Linked DNA regions of Zea mays: regions 2 and 3 are each linked to region 1. The links are chromatin contacts, called in public Hi-C maps. All regions are on one chromosome and are shown on one strand. Each heading gives the region's core, a stretch centred on a gene start, on an enhancer-like site or on the middle of the called end of the contact. The rest is flanking DNA. Distances are from core to core; before and after follow the strand shown. Region 1 holds the start of LOC100273765. Region 2 holds the start of LOC103644520 (probable UDP-3-O-acyl-N-acetylglucosamine deacetylase 1, mitochondrial). Region 3 holds the start of LOC103632918 (nuclear pore complex protein NUP155).

Region 1 (3,358 bases), core at 587-3,086:
GTTTTGGGTCAAGTAGACTCGGTCTTTGAGCACACGTCATGCTGCAACTCGAGGACGAGCTGCTTATCCAGGAGGGGTGTAGTGTCAGGGCCTAAGGAGGCCCACGGAGGGGCTGTGACAGCAGCAACCATGGGCCCTCCAAGAGGATTAGATAAGGATAGTTAGAGATAAGATTAGAAGATTAGTTGAGATTATCTAGGAAGGTTATCAGTTAGTAGTTGTTGAGAGTTTTTAAGAGAGTTTTAAGGAGATAAGGATCTCTAGCTATATAGGGACAGCCAGTTGGCCTATTTATGTAATCAATGATGAGAAATAAAGGAGGCAAGAATTAGAAGGGAGAAAGCCTCCTCTTGCTCGGCCGTGGGCAGAGGCCCCCGGCCGACGTTCCTGCCCATCGATACCCCTCTCCAATCTCTCACTGATCTAACGACCATAACAGCTCACCTACCTACACGCTATTTACCCCTTTAGACACCATAGTTGCTAGATAGAATACGGTAAACAAAATTGAGTCAGATGAGTTATAATCTACTTTATTTTTTTAATTTGCTCATAGCACCTACTAAGATTTACAGATAGTTATGATAAAATTAGTAAATGAAGACTATTAAAAAGCACAGTTGTATGAGAAATGAACATATCCTTGGGTCTGAACATTCCTACTTGTTCCTGATCACTCAATACTTCAGTTCTCTTCCTAGTCATGTGGTTTTATTGAATGTTTAGAGAGCTAATCAACCATGGGAGACATAGTATCACTATCATTTCCCTTCATTTACATATGCACCCACAGTAATGCATGTCAATACCTATGTTTCTGTCTTACGCATTTTCACATTTACTATCTTGATCAAGGGCCTGATTCTATAATTCCAGTCAACAATAGTATCACATTTTATGATTCGTATGTTTAAGATCAAGATCGTATGATTGAGATCTTATGTAGACTCCAACCCAACTTATAATCTACGACTTGACAACCTTAACGACAATATGATCCTTCAATCTTCAACACAAAGCAGCCCAATTCAACATTTGAAACCCCAAACGAACATGTTCGATATGTTCTGGTCATTCTTACTTGTGCATACAATACTTGTACTCCTGGCTTCGAACATAGTCCAACTCCCCTTCCTCAAGCTACACAAGGCAGCCAAGCAAAAAAAATCAGTAAACCAAGTATATCGCAGCTGCTGAAACCCCACATCCTGATGCCACCACTCACCGGATCCCCGCCGTATATGAGGTCGTAGCACTCCGGCGAGAGGCAGCGCAGCACGCAGTTCTCCTTCTCCGTCGGCGAGTACCTGCACACCCATCCCCACAGCCCGCTACGGCACGGCCGAGAGAAACAAACCACCGTCAGAACTCAGAAACATCGCGTCAGATGCGTTCCACTGAATAGTAGAGAACACATCATACTAACACGTACTTCTCGACGTCGGTGTAGCAGGCCTCCTTCTTCTGCCGGATCTCGTTGTCCTGCGCCACGGAGTTCGGTAAGCGCGATGGGATGGATAGAGACTAGAGAGGCGGGCGGAGGAGAGATGGCAGGGTCGGGTCAGGCGGGGAGACGTACGGAGATGGGGCGGCGGGAGGACTTGGCGGCGGCGGAGACGACGAGGAGGGCAAGGGTGAGTACTAGAAGATAGCAGGCGGACGGGAATCGCCGTGGATTCCGGTGGGACGGATGCGACGGCCGCCGGGAAGACATGGCACCGTGTGGATCCCGTCAGCTGGCTCGAGCTGATGTCGCGAGCCTTCTGCTGCGGGCTGCGGCGCTTGTCTCGGTCTGGAAATCGATCGAACATGGCAGAGGCATTTGAACTACTTCGTCTCAAAGCGAAATGAATCGTTTTCATTTGAACACGGCAGAGGCATTTGAACTGCTTCGTCTCAAAGCGAAACGAATCGTTTCCATTTGAACATGACAGAGGCATTTGAACTGTATGGATAGGAGCATTTTTTTTGTGAATAGGAGCATTGTTGTGTTTGTGAATTGTGATTATTCCAATTCGTCTCGCGTCAGAACTGTTGTTTGCATAAATTCAGTGCTTATGAATTATGTTGCAACAAAATCGTTAAACGATATCAAGCCGGGATGGTTACAAAACTTTGTGCAGACAAGATACATACAGTGTACATTAGCCTACGGCCATGTTTCTTCATGTCTTTCATGTGGCTTTCGTCAAAACTCGGAATTGCTGCAGGTGTCTTCTACATATTGGAATAATGAATCAAGAAATGACTAATGAGAAGCAACCCATATTCTGTTAACCTGTACTGCTGCGTCTGGATACCATACACTGCAAGCAAAGCCGGATTCTTTTCCCAGGACGAAGCTTTGCGCGGCAAAGTTACGTATTTATGATCATCATCAAAACTGTGATGTCGCAAACGTTCAGAAATGAAGACGACAGAAATTCACTCTGGCTCAACAGGTATTTCAGCTTGAGTTGGACGGTCAATGCGCTTCCCAGTGTACCTGAGTTTACTTCTGATTACAAATAAGAATATTGCGGTCATGAGGAATCCTTTTAATAGCAAGGGGACAGCCGTATCAGTTCCTCGGCAAGAATTCCATCCTGGGATAATAGGTTGCACACTGATTGAAGCAAATCTTTTATCACCTTTATCATCCCTAGAATGTAATGAATAGAATTATTAAATGGCCTTATCAAAAGTAAATTCAAGCTTTACAGAATGAGAGCAATGTAGATAAGCTAGGCATCTGAACCACATATACATATGGCATTGCCTTTAGATAGCATTTTTTTCCAAGAAAAAAGCAATTAGAGATTCCAAGAGCGCCAAGCCTGCCCTTTTCGTCATGCACTAGGTACTAAAACAACTAGCTTGGCAGATCAATACATCAACATAGTCTTTTAGTCCCAAGCAAGTTGGGGTAGGCTAGAGTGGAAATCCAACAAGATGTCACCAAAAAGAGAAAGAGAGATAAAGGGAAAGGAAAAAGCCATTGAGAGCACTAAAAGGAAAAATGTCTAATCACGGTTCGGGCACATGGATAGCTTCTTTCCAAGCACTTCTATCCAAACACCGATCAATTGGAATATTCCATTTCTTCAAGTCTCTTTTGATTGCCTCCTCCCATGTCAAGTTTGGTCGACCTCTACCTCTTCTTATTATTGTCCCGTCTTATGATGACTCTGTGCACCGGTGTCTCTAGGGGTCTCCGGTGGACATGCCCAAACCATCTCAACCGATGTTGAATAAGCTTTTCTTCAATTGGCGCTACTCCTAGCCGATCGTGTATGTCATCGTTTCTCACTCAGTCCAATCTTGTGTGCCCACATATCCAACGCAATATACGTATCTCTACGACACTTAGTTGTTGGAT
Region 2 (3,358 bases), core at 509-3,008, 470 kb before region 1:
GTGATCCATCTCTCTGCTTGATGTCAAGAATGTCTTTCTTAATAGCAAGTTGCATGCATAGTCACAAAGTTCTCGGATCGATAGGGTTGAGGAACGAGATCGAGAACGCGATACACTACTTATGAGAGGTTTTTACACTGTGGGAATGAAAATGACCCTGCGTATCCGGGACGGGGACGACGTTTCTAGGTCGAGGGTCGCTGCCACTGTACTCTTGTGACTATGGTTGCATGAGGAGGTGTGTATGTAGCCACCTCGTGGGTATTCTATTCGTGAGGATATTGGTTTGTCGTTTTTGCCACTCTCTATGGTCTCAAGCAAGCTCCTCAAACTTGGTTTCAGCGGTTTTCTTCTATGATCACTACTGCTGGTTTTTATTTGTGTTATTTATAATATTAGCGAAAGGGTCTCTAGCGTAATGGTTAAAGCTTCTGAGTAGCACCTTCAGGTCTCGGGTTCGATCCCCCTCGGGGACTAATTTCGGGCTTGGTTAAAAAAATCCCCTCGTTGTGCCCCGTCCACTCCCGAGTTAAGTCCTGCGCGCCACCCTCTGGCTCGATCGTTGCAGAGTGGGCGGTGACAGTCCGCTAGTGATGAGGGGCCAGGGTTTGGGGATTTTCTCGGACGGGAGGAGTCCGGGACCATGTTTTGGTCTCTTCTTAATATAATACTGGGAGGACCGTCTTTCTCTCCCCAGACGAGTTATTTATAACATTAAGAACCCACTCACTTTGTGTGTTCCATATAATGGTTTAATGTTATTGATATTTTTATCGGTCATAAGACATGATTCGGTTTCATATCCATAATGAACTAGCCTTTTTCTGATTTCAAAGGGAAGAGATGAATATACCTTTGGGAAATCAATGCCACAGGTTATGTGGATTTGTGGGCTAGGGAATGCAGCTATAAAGCAATCGTGTTTCCGTAGGTAAACAGGCTCCTGAATTTCAGGCGCCAGTTTATCCAACTTTTCCCCATTGGCATCCTCTGCCGCACACAAGCCAACGCCTTGTACTGCCTCTACCCACTCTTGCGCTGATCCATCAAGCAAAGGAATCTGGCATTGCTTAATCACTTTCACATAAATGGAAAATACAACGATAACTCTACACCTTCCCACATTGAAAATAGGGAACTAAGACAAGGTGGGAAATGAGCAGACATCCACGCACCTCATCCCCGCCGCTAACCTCGATACGGCAGTTGTCGACGCCAAGCGCCTCCATCGCCGAAAGAAGGTGTTCCACCGTCCGGACCCGCGTGTGGGCGCCTTCGCCCCGACGAAGCGTCGTGCAGAGCTGCGACAGTGGCTCGGCGTTCCCCACCTCTGCCGCTACCCTCGCCTCCTCATCACCCTCCACGAGGAAATACCTACCCTCTCCAGCTTGCGTCGGAAACAGCGTGGCGGTGACGCGCGCTCCCGAGTGGAGCCCCACGCCCGACCTGCTCACCGCCGCCGCCAGCGTTTGCTGCGGCCGCCCCGTCTGGCAGAGGAGGGTTAGTCTGCCAGAGATTCAGACTATTGCTTTTAAACACTAGAGCATCGCTGACTTACCGGCTTCCAGGAGAAGGCTGCGCGGGAGACGGATGTGAGGGCCCGGGCGGCGGAGGAGGGCATGGCGGCGGTGGGGAAGGCAGTGGAGGCAGAAACCTGTCACGACCGAGGGTGTGACGGTCTGAAGACGGCGGGAAAGTGCTCAGCCGAGCGTGGGGCGTTTGTGTGTGAGAAAAGCGTATTTTTGTAATGTGGGTCCTGGATGTCGGGCGTGTGTGGTTGGCTTAAAAGCCGGAACCCTGGTCTGTATGGAACTATTCCGAATCTGAAATCCAAAAGGTTGACATAGTGCCGACGTGGCCGAGCTTGGTGCCCGTTATTGGCGCTCCATCCACGCGGCCAGGAGCAGGGTCTTGTCGGCGTCGAAATGCTCAAAACCAGACAACACTACAGGTCCCTCGTCTGCAGTCTGCACCCACGCTATGTCCACGTACCCGACGCTGTCGCGCCGAAGAAGGGTCTGGGTCTCCCCTTGGAGCACTCCTCCACTGCTCCCTCCAGGGTCTCCGCCGCGGCAAACAACTGCTTCTGCCGCTCTGCCTTCTCGTCACCCGTCTTGCCCATTATCATCATCATGAAAACCACACACGTTCACTTTTCTTTGGAAATACAAGGAGTACACGTGCACCAAAAGCACACACCACCACCACAACTAGTGAAAACAAATTAAGCTAGGAACAGCTAGCGGGATTAGTGGATATATATTGCACATCACGGTCGTACGCGTCGACGGGGAGGAGAGAAGGGCCGGTGCCGTCGTAGACCTCACACTAGTACAATTTGGCTCTATACAAGCGGTAGGATTTTTACATCACAGGCGGTTTGGTTAGAAAACCGCTTGTGATGTCCCAGGCGGTTTAGTACACCTGTGATGTAATAGTATCATAAGCGGTTTTTGTTTAGGACCGCCTGTAATGCTCTATCCTTTTCACAAGCGGACCCTAAGACAAAACCGCATGTGATTGTAAAAATATGAAAATACAATTTAAATATGAAAATAATTTTAATTTTTAACAGAAATATGCAAATACAATTTAAATGAATTAATATTTAATTTTTAACAATAATATGCAAATACAATTTAAATGAATTATAATAGCACACATAGATAACTAGAGAGATTTTAAATTAATTGGCAACCACAATTCATAGTCGATCATACATGATAACAAATACAATTTGATTCATACAATTTTTCATGAACTATCATTTTTCCGCATGTATGGCTTTAAGTTCTTATCAATTTTCTTTTCCACACGCTTGATTCTCTCTGGACCGTTAAAGACGAACATCTCTTCATACTTATTGTATTCCTCATCTTGGTCTCCCACATTCTCAACTCCAACAATTTTTTGCTTTCCAGAAATAACTACATGCATCTTCTCATCTGCTGGATCGAGTACATAGAACACTTGTGCAACACATTCGGCGAGAACCCACGGGTCATCTTTATATCCTACTTTCTTTAAGTCTACCAGTGTGAGTCCGTAGTTATCCACTATCACCCCCACGGGATGTTGTACCCATTGGCACTTAAACAAGGGTATTTTCATGCTTGGGCCATAATCAAGTTCTCATATTTCCTCTATGAATCCAAAATATGTGGTCTTCTGTCCATGTAGGTCAAAAGCATCGATACGAACACCGCTATTTTGTGCAACACTTTTCATGTCTTTTGATTTAGTGTAGAATGTGTACCCATTGATGTCATATGCTTGCCATGATGTCACAAAACACGATGGCCCAGAAGCCAAATTCTTCATTGTTTTCTCATCCGAAGAGTCTCCGAATGGGATGTTT
Region 3 (3,358 bases), core at 364-2,863, 290 kb before region 1:
GAAAAATGAATTGTCAACTGTTGCCCAGGCCCGATGTATGTCAGAAAAAATCCCGCAAAGAGCTGTTCCTTCACCGGCAGCTGTGTTATATCTTTCAATCAACATAGGAGGGAGTTGACGAGTTTCTGCAACTTCTACCAAAGGAGGCCACTGCCAAGACAAAATATGTATTAAGAGAACATAAAAGTGCATTTTCAAAATATTAGTAGAACAACTTCATTATTAAATTCAAATAAAACTTAGAACAAACACATGGTATGTTAGAGAAGGGTTGGTCCAGCAAAGCATTTCTGAGACCTGCATGATCATCGTGTTCAATGTCATTAAAACTTCTGAAGAAACCTTTCCAGCATTCAAAACAAAGAGTTCCAACATGTACCAATGTGTTTGCGGTGTTTCATCCTAGCAGCATAAGAGCTAAAACATGAAACATTTAATAAATCCAGCAAACAGAAAATGCAAAGCAAAACCAAAGACAACTATCTACTTTAAAAGTGTGAAAACTGACCAGTAGTCTATAAACCATGCTCAACCAAACAAAGCAAACAGAATGTCCAGTTCCTACCTCCTCAATTCAATTACCAATACATACAAGAATATGTCCCTTGAATGAATGATGTCAGCAATCCGAAAAGCTGTTCGTCACTGCTGATCTCATATAAGCCAAGGTTGAGCTTGCCAGTAGCCAGTTTCAAATAGGGACCTCCCCTTTTTTTCTTTTTTTTTCTTTTTTGCAAAAACTAGTGTCCTTCGGTTTATGCTAATTTCCACGTGTTTGCCTCAATTTCCAAGTTTCAGCGTAACTTAAAGGACCAAAAACTCTTTCACCGTTTTCTAATGTCAGAATCAGGATTCACATCCTGCCAGGGAATCATGTCATGTGTATGACACACAATTGTAAATTGCTCCCGTGTGACATATAGTACTTCTGTCATGGAGTCTCACTCCCAAAATTTGACCCAAAACTACTCATACTACAATGCAATATATGAACCGAAAGTCCGAACTTCTACTGCAGGTCTGAAGCAACCAAAAAAAAACACCAGAAATAATCAGATGAAATCACTGCTCGCCATGTTTTCCTCCACCTTCATCTTTCGATTCCTCGTCACCCCCATTCTACTGGGAAAAACAATGACACGAATCCCCCAGGACAACTGCAGGAACCCTGAATACAACGGTAACATTCGCCCAAACCGGACACTGACACATCAACAACTCAAGCGTGCGCGTCTATCAGTACACACGCAGCTGACCACAGGTCGCGCAGGGCTTGCCTCCTTGGGGTGCGAGGAGTAGGGGTGGGACGCGTAGCGCGAGGCTTCAAGGGCCTCCTCCAGGTCGGGCTGCGCGGCGGCGTCGCGGCCGATCCGCTCCGAGACGTGAAGACCCGCCGAGGCCACGTCGGGACCGATGGCCTCGTCCTCCCCCCACGCCATGGCCGGAGCGTCGCGGCACAACGCGCAAGTGGTGGGGAACGGCCGAACGTGAGAGCGAGGAAAAACCCTAGTGCGCGATGGAGGCAGGGAGGGGCGGCGGGGCTGGCAAGTTCGGTTGATTTTTGATTCACATTTTTGTGGGCGGGTTCCGGTTTTGCAGGTTGGACCCGAAGTCATTTCACTTGACTTGGCTGTTTGATTCTCTATTCTATCTCATATCTCATTTCTTATTTTAAACTTCTTTCTACAAACAATATTAGTTACAATTCTGCTTCTCCTATTTTACATGATCCAAAAACAACCTTAGAAACTATTTTTTAAAAGCTAGAACTAAAAAGCCTCCAAATAGATCAATTTTTTATTCATTTTCTAAAAAAACTAGTTTTCTCGTTTCTTAAAAACCAAGAAATTAGTACCCAGCTAAAATCAGTTTTTTTTATGATTAGTCATTATTTATGAAAAAACTATAAAGGAATTTTAAAAAAAAAACTAGTGGATCTAAACATTTTTATTCGCTTTTTTTCTGAAAGCCAATTTTTATAAACTAAATGTAGTAACCAGTTTTTAAGAAACCGGAATGGATCAAGCAGGGCTTTATTCAAATCGTTTTTTTCCTTATGCCGACTATAACGTAAAAACGCCACATATCCTGGGAAGGGGAATGGGCTAAGACCGTTTCCAATAACTTCTAATATTTCTATTCTCATTATCTTTATACTCAGTTACGTGTGCATTGCTACGATTTTATATATTATATAGATGGATATTATTTAAATGAGATATTTATTTAAATATGATTATATTTTTATTTCCCAAAAATAGTGTATGTATATTTAATATGACTATCCTTTACAAACATAAAGGCTTTGTTTGGGAGGCTTCGTTTCAAGAATTGCAGCTTTAGTTTTCCAGCTTCACCATGAAACAACTTCGATAGATTGGTTTGTACATAGACTCTAGCTTCTGTAATATAATTAATTTGTGTTAGTTTTTTTAATTACCCTTAATTATTAGCGGCTAGAGAAAGAGACTAAATCGGTAGGTCATATAACCAATGGTATGGTAGATAATTTTTGTGCAACTCTACGAAGAGGTATGAAAAAGTTATTTTGAAGCCCTCTAAAGAGCTTCGAAAATTTCATGAAGCTAACCTCTAGTTTTAGTTTTTTTTAAAAAACTAGGGCTCATGAAGCTAGACCTATTTGGATAAATAAGCTAGAATAGACCTGAAATTTTTAAAGTGAGGCTCTTCCAAATAGCGCCAAAATAACACTTGTTTTTGGTGGTAGATATTGAATTCTTGAAGATAGAGGATAGTGGGTTCGTGCCTCCATCCTTATGCTCCCTTTTTACCTTTTTTTTTTGCTTTTTTCCTTTATATGATTTATGCCACGCGCATGTGCACGGGGCAGCAGGATTTTTGTGAGAGAGTCAACTCTAACCGGGTGGCAAAAGCCATCAGTCTAATCCTAAGAATAAGGGGCTCCATAGGGTTAGCCTAACAAGATGGTTGAACACAAAAACACACGAGAATTTAGAGTGGTTCGAGCCGTCTTACGTAATACCCTACTTCATTTGTGAGTTGTATTGCTGGGAGTTTGAGTGAGAGTGAGTGTGAATGAGGCTGGACTGGGTCTAGGTGTCTCTAGATAAACCTGTCTCTTGTATCGCATGTGTCCTCCCTTTTATAGTCCAAGGGAGCATAGGTACGAAGCCCCGATAGGTGGACTCAGCGATCTAGTATTAAGGGGTTGTTTGGTGCCTAAGCCGCCACAGCGCGCCACAGTTTTGCCGCCGCAGGTGTGGCGGTCGATTCGGCCGCCGCGGCTTAAGTGTGGCGTGGCGCCGGACGCTGTCGGCGTTTCGAGACCGGGGGGTCCCTAAGCCGACGAGTGAGTGTGTCGCGTGCCCCAGCCCAG

Evidence for each region. Hi-C and Micro-C count contacts between places; a contact is called where the count stands out from the background.
Region 2: a contact with region 1 is called in a Hi-C map of leaf, with 6 times the contacts expected there. The contact joins the promoter of LOC103644520 here to the promoter of LOC100273765 in region 1. A contact is called at or near these places in 2 of 25 Hi-C or Micro-C datasets (ear and leaf).
Region 3: a contact with region 1 is called in a Hi-C map of ear, with 2.0 times the contacts expected there. The contact joins the promoter of LOC103632918 here to the promoter of LOC100273765 in region 1. A contact is called at or near these places in 2 of 25 Hi-C or Micro-C datasets (bundle sheath and ear).

Annotation. Positions count from the first base shown.
Region 1 is chr1:27,854,262-27,857,619 of Zm-B73-REFERENCE-NAM-5.0, reverse strand. LOC100273765 reads right to left here and starts at 1,836. Exons shown (of 5, transcript NM_001148170.1): 1 at 1,580-1,836; 2 at 1,433-1,482; 3 at 1,226-1,331; 4 at 1,082-1,140. The coding sequence starts at 1,714. LOC100382193 reads right to left here. Exons shown (of 11, transcript NR_159445.1): 11 at 2,027-2,641.
Region 2 is chr1:28,319,800-28,323,157 of Zm-B73-REFERENCE-NAM-5.0, reverse strand. LOC103644520 (probable UDP-3-O-acyl-N-acetylglucosamine deacetylase 1, mitochondrial) reads right to left here and starts at 1,758. Exons shown (of 7, transcript XM_020545639.3): 1 at 1,559-1,758; 2 at 1,176-1,487; 3 at 854-1,060. The coding sequence starts at 1,621. It also overlaps the pseudogene LOC103644519.
Region 3 is chr1:28,143,725-28,147,082 of Zm-B73-REFERENCE-NAM-5.0, reverse strand. LOC103632918 (nuclear pore complex protein NUP155) reads right to left here and starts at 1,613. Exons shown (of 14, transcript XR_556222.3): 1 at 1,278-1,613; 2 at 1-150.